2 separate regions of the Sus scrofa genome follow, and region 2 is linked to region 1. A link is a contact called in public Hi-C data. All regions are on one chromosome and are shown on one strand. The core of a region is the stretch at or near the end of the contact, and the rest is flanking DNA. Distances in the headings are between cores, read along the strand shown. Region 1 has its middle 44 kb from the start of MTFR2. Region 2 overlaps PDE7B (cAMP-specific 3',5'-cyclic phosphodiesterase 7B).

The links. Hi-C and Micro-C count contacts between places; a contact is called where the count stands out from the background.
Region 2: a contact with region 1 is called in a Hi-C map of skeletal muscle, with 3 times the contacts expected there. The contact joins two enhancer-like sites. A contact is called at or near these places in 1 of 47 Hi-C or Micro-C datasets (skeletal muscle) and 1 of 2 datasets of contacts at active chromatin or transcription factors (skeletal muscle).

The regions. Positions count from the first base shown.
Region 1 is chr1:27,951,461-27,954,484 of Sscrofa11.1, forward strand. It overlaps a transcript of MTFR2 not described here. Among named protein-coding and RNA genes, the nearest start is that of MTFR2, 44 kb to the left of the region's middle. Within about 2 kb of position 1,706, at least 4 of the 83 cell types and tissues checked have an H3K27ac peak or open chromatin away from gene starts, as enhancers often do. A contact at or near this core is called in skeletal muscle, where this site is marked.
Region 2 is chr1:28,333,305-28,336,404 of Sscrofa11.1, forward strand. The region is part of intron 2 of PDE7B (cAMP-specific 3',5'-cyclic phosphodiesterase 7B); the gene reads right to left. Among named protein-coding and RNA genes, the nearest start is that of PDE7B, 91 kb to the right of the region's middle. Within about 2 kb of position 1,692, at least 2 of the 83 cell types and tissues checked have an H3K27ac peak or open chromatin away from gene starts, as enhancers often do. A contact at or near this core is called in skeletal muscle, where this site is marked.

The sequences.
Region 1 (3,024 bases), core at 456-2,955:
CCTCTCAGAGGGAGGCTATTCATGGCCAACTGTTCTCATGTCATGTTGGGAAATGGGATCAGTGTCTCCTTACATCTTACTGCCACTTCTAGACTATTAGTCCTCTACCCTCATTGAGAGACCAAAAACTCTAAAAGTCATCTTGCTGGGGTTTTTTCCATGTATCACTCCTACCTCCTCCTCTCTGCCATCACAGGACAGTCCATATTCTCTATTTCAGTTACGGGAGACGCCCTAGGCTTCTCACCCCAAGTCCCGACATCATCCTGCATGATGTAACTTCAGCACGAAGTCGATAGCTCATGAGCTGTGAGGTTCTTTTTGTTCCTTATATACATTGACTTTCTCTTCCACATTCCTGAAGCTACCCACTCCCATGACCCTCCTGGGCCTGTCCTTGCATCATATTACTTTGCTTCTAAAAGAATAAGTGAATAAATGCATTAGAGCATCTGGAACAATAATGATGAGAGAGTGAAGAAGTTGAAATATGGCACAAGACTTACATTGCCATCTCCAGATGGCAGATTCCAGTGGGGTTTTTAAGACTTTTTTTTTTTTTTTCCCCTGAGACAGATATGAATTAGTAAGGAAAGAATATAGGAGAAAGAAATGAAGATGTGCTTTTGATCTTCCTTCTTGTACGACTTCTCCAGACTTTCCCTCCAAATATACAAAAATAGCCATATCTCAAACCTGAAGCAATCTGTTCCATATCAGGGGAATTCTGGAAGATATGCATGTACTCTGTGTGTGTGTGTGTGTGTGTGTGTGTGAGATTAGGATGATGCCGTGAGAGGTAAAGCATATGGTGGATGCATGAGGGGGTCAAGGTGTACTGGGCTGAATAGCAACCCCCCAGCATTCATGTCCATCTAGACCCTTGGAATGGGACTTTCCTTAGAAAAAGGATCTCGTAGATTTAATAAGATGAGATCAGACTAGATTAGGGTGGATCTTGATTCCATGATTGGTTTCTTTATAAGAAGAGAAAACAGAGAAGGGACTCAGGAAAGACTCATAGGGAAGAAGGCCATGGAAGACATAGGCAGAGATTGGAGTTACGTTGCCACAACCCAAGGAACACCAAAGATTGCTGGAAACCATCAGAAGCTAGAAGTGGCAAGAAAGGTTTCTTCCCTGGAAGGGATCAGGGCTCTGATAACACCTTGGTTTCAGGCTTCAACTTTTAAGTATGTGAGAGAATAAATTTCTATTGTTTATTTTATTTTTTAAATGCACCAGCAGCATGCAGAATTTCCTGGGCCAAGGATTGTTACTGCAGGGCTTGGGGTACCACAGCAGCAACCCCAGGCCCTGCAGTGACAATACTGGATATTTAACCTGCTGAGCCACACCAGAACTCCTAATTTCTGTTGTTTTAAGCCACAAAGTTTGTCATGATTTGTTACAGCAGCCCAAGGAAAGGAATACAGGAGGGGAGTAGTAATTTTGTTTCAGCTTGGTTAGTCTTCCTTAAATGCTTCTTTCCTTCTCATGTTAAAGAAAAATCATTACCCCGCCTCCCAGCCCAAGGCACCTTTCCATGACATTTGTACAAGACTCAAACTCTCAGGCCCACACGCAGCCCTTGTTTTTCTCATCTCGTCCTGTTCAGACGCTGGCATGGGGCCTCCGGGGTTCACTGGGTAGTTAGCACTGGGGCAATGGCCTGTGCCTGCCTGCCTGCCTCTTACATGGGTTGGTGGAGTCAGACATTCAACATTCCTTACGTGGCGTGCTTAGGGAGCGGAAACCTGCTGTTGAAGCCAAAGTTGATCAGAATGAGAAAACAACTCAAACTTCCCATTAGAGTTTAAGATAATGAAGCCTTCAGTTGCAAGATGATATTTTGGGGGGTAAGCTTTTAGTGGGATGATTAATACATTTTTAATAACCAAAGTCAGGAGAAGTGTCTAAGAAATATCTCAGACTGTGTTACATAACCTGAGGAAAGATCTGGCAGAACTTTTTGTTCTTCTCCAAGTCAGTCAGGTTAACACTTGAAAATTTGTCTGCAAGTCTAGAATATATTTTTCACTTATCCTAGTATATGGCACTCTGGGTATTTCGTTTTCATTTATATGTTATTTTTCATCAAATGTGGAGGAGAGTCCATTGAAATGTCAAGTCTGACTCTCGGGTTAGAAAGGTGCAAATAAAAATATAGCCGTGGGAAGTAGGAAGGAATAAATAACTCCAAGAACTGACCCTTCATTTTGGTCCATTAGGCTTACCTTGTTGACAACTGAAACAACACACAGGTAATTGCATACTGGGAGAAAAAGCAGGAGTCACTCATGTGTGATCTTAAGTATTTGAAACAAAGATAAAATAGGAGACTCATCTGCTGCTCCAATGCTGTTTTTTTAAAGATGAGGATTGGGATTTATCTCTGTCTTTTCTTGGATTGTGTATTACAACAGGAGACTTTTATTAGCTCTGCAAAGGAAGCAATTTAGTGGTGTTTCTGTACGTTTCTTTTCCATTTGGATAAAAAACAAACAAACAAAAAAAACCTAGAACTCTCTGGGCATTAAGTCCTTCTGGGGAATAATCTTTGCGCTCACCACTCAGAAGAGGAGGCTCATAAACTAGGAGGAGAAAATCTGCTGGTTTCCTCAGTCATGTTCCTAGAAACAATGTAAGTTCCCCACACAGAAATTAGCAATATTGAAAAACAACATCTGCGTGCCAAGTATTGAGACACAATTATTGTTCCAACTGGAATTTTTTTGGATTTAAATGTTAACCTATTGTTCTGATATGATTTTCAATTTATCAATCAAAAATGCGTTCTTCCGTTAAGAAATATTTGTTTTGCACCTCTTATACTATACATTATGGAGAAAATATGAAAAAAGGTAGTATTCTTGTTATCAGTGAACTTACGGATCAGGGGTCAAGGGAGATGGTGGTTTTTGCTAATACTTACTGAGTGCTTTCTGTCTGTCAGGCACTGTTCCAAGTGCTTTAGATGCATGAACTCTTTCATTCTTCAGAAACTCTATGAAATAGATATTT
Region 2 (3,100 bases), core at 442-2,941, 380 kb after region 1:
AAAAAAATTACCACCAACAGAATGAACATGATGGGAAAGTTCAAGATAACCTATATCTTGGGTCAAACTATTCTTTTTTCAAATGTTTTATGTAAATGAAGTAATAAAGAAAGTGCCTAGATTGAGAGGGCCTAGACACACATAGTGATGGAACAGAGTAAATTTGTGTGGGAGTTAAATACACCAAAACGTGCCCACCACTGATTTGAAATAACCAAGCGGAAGGGTTGGGCATGGTTTTGGGGTACAGAGAATAGTACTCCAGGGTCCACTTACTCTCAACCTATTTGTAAAACCTACTATTAGTGGCAAGTGACAGGGGCAGGGGGTGGGCTAGAGCAATGGGAAGACTTTTCTCTTAAGAGCACATTGGCAACTAATGTTATATAATTTCCTTTTACTGACCACAGAATAGCTGGTCATTATAGCTTTTAGGCACGATGCATCGCTGTTGTCATATAATACCATACACAATAGAAGTTTGCCACAAATACTGCAATGAAACTTTAAACAGTAAAATCCTAGGAAAATACTATGATTTGGAGAGCCACAGTTCAACAGGAAGGGAATGTGTGACTTTCTATGGGCATTTTGGAAGCATAATGATAATTATGGGTAATTGAACTGTGCCTTTGAGTAGAAAATTTTAAAATAAAGAATAATTAAAATACTACGCATTAACATTTTTAACCATTTCAAAATTATTTATACCAGTAACTCTATTTTATTCTTATACTTCTGGGTACAAGTATAACCATGTGCAGGTTATCTTTCATATCTCCCATCTTCCTGTTCTCCCTAACTCCTCAAATATCCAGGTTGTATGAACTGCATTCTACTCTCCTCAACACACACAGATTAAAATTTCCCTTCTGAAAAGGGATCTGAAAAGCTAAACCACACTGAAGTGTAACTGATAACAATCCTGATATCTACCTGTTTCAAAATACCAGCAACTTAAGTTTTAGAAGGATTAACTCAAAAGACTGAGTCAAAAATGCTGTGATAAAAATAATTCCTGGATAGTTTCTCCTGACTCCAGACACAATCCCTATTGGTTTCATTCTGTTGCCTCAATATGATCACGGTAGCTATAATTTCTCATTTTTCCTTATTGAAATGCCAATATACTTGGGAAGGAACAATTACTATGTCTTATTAGCCAATAATACACAGCTTAATTTATATATTTTCTTCTCTGAAAATTATTCAAAAGTGGGTTAGGGAAGAAAATGGTGAGATCAGCACCAAGAGGAAAAGGAGAGAAGTGAGATCATTATATGCCAAACATAATGCTGTATCTATAGGGTACAATGCTATGTCTATTATTTCATTCAGTTTTCACTTAAGTGGAATGATGTAGGTAATTTCTCCATTTTATACATGAGAAAATTGAGACTGAGAGAAGTAAACATACTAGTTGAAGTTCACGAGTGATAAAGATTCAAACCAAAAGATGTGTGAATTCAAAAGCCTTGCTTTTTTAAGGAGCACTGAATGAAATCTGAAGGCTGGAGGCTGACAAGCCCCATTGGAGTCCAGCAAAGCTGGCCCTGCCACTTGCCCTCAAAACTGGACTGGGAACAGATCTCCGATTTCCTGACTCCTGGCCGAGTATTCCTTCCACGAGACCACACAGAAGGCTCTTATGCAATAATCAGGATTAGGGCTTGGCTCTTTTGCCCAGCAGCCAAAGCCAATCTCCATGAGTCAAGCCAGACCTTTTACACCGGTTTGGGGCAACCAGGGGTAAGAGTCAACCTGTGCAATGCCTCTTGTGAAAATGGTAGGTGAAGGGAGCAATAGGAATTTGGCTTCCTCTTTGAACACCTTTGAAAAAGCAGCAATTAATCTTTCAAGGCAATTGTTCTCATACGTAGTGTTGAGACAGAGTGGTGTGTGTTATACTTGTGCGAGGCACAGCACAGACAACCAGTCCTCATCAGTCACGAGGTCACTGTCCTGAACAGAAGCGTAGTTGATGAGACTACAAAATCTCACCCAAAGCAGGGGGAGAGAGAACTAAATTAAACAAATCATTGCGTTTGAATTAAATCAACAGAAAGCTCAGGAAAACATCCACTTTTTATTTATTGATGTTACAAATCTCCAAAATGTACTCCAATAAATCGACTTCTTTCACGCATCCAGTGCTAACCAAATCATCTAATCAAGTGTGATTTCTATCAAGTACAAAGAGGTAAACAAAGAGGGCAAACAAAGGGGTCTTTTCACCAACTAAACAATTTTCTTGGTTTGTGGCTTTGACTTTTCCCTGGATATCTAGCCAGACGGTCCACCCTTCAAATTTTGGACCTGCCAGACTCTACAATCACATGATCCAATTCTTTTTATTTTTTTGGCTTTTTTTTTTTTTTTTTTTGGCTTTTTACCTTTTCTAAAAGGGCTGCTCCTGCGGCATATGGAGATTCCCAGGCTAGGGGTCTAATTGGAGCTGTAGCCACCAGCCTACACCAGAGCCACAGCAACTCAGGATCCGAGCCATGTCTGCGACCTACACCATAGCTCACAGCAACGCTGGATCCTCAACCCACTGAGCAAGGCCAGGGATCGAACCTGCAACCTCATGGTTTTAGTTGGACTCGTTAACCACTGTGCCACGACGGGAACTCCTTTTTTGACTTTTTTTTTGCACTTTTCTTGAGCCGCTCCCGTGGCATATGGAGGTTCCCAGGCTAGGGGTCTAATAGGAGCTGTAGCCACCGGCCTATGCCAGAGCCACAGCAATGTGGGATCCAAGCCTTGTCTGCGACCCACACCACAGCTCACGGCAACGCCAGATCCTTAACCTAAGGCCAGGTATCAAACCTGCAACCTCATGTTTCCCAGTCAGATTTGTTAACCACTGCGCCACGATGGGAACTCCACATGAACCAATTCTTTAAAATAAAATATATTTATTCTCTCTCTGTCTGTCTCTCTCTCTTGAACTGTGATAAATAACTTTTTTCATTACAACAATTCCAACAGGTGAGTATATTTTTATCATTTTTCATTTTACAGATAAGGACACTGAGTCTCAGAAGCTTAAAGAGCTTGTACAACATTATTCAATCAGTTAGTGGCCGGATGGGACTTT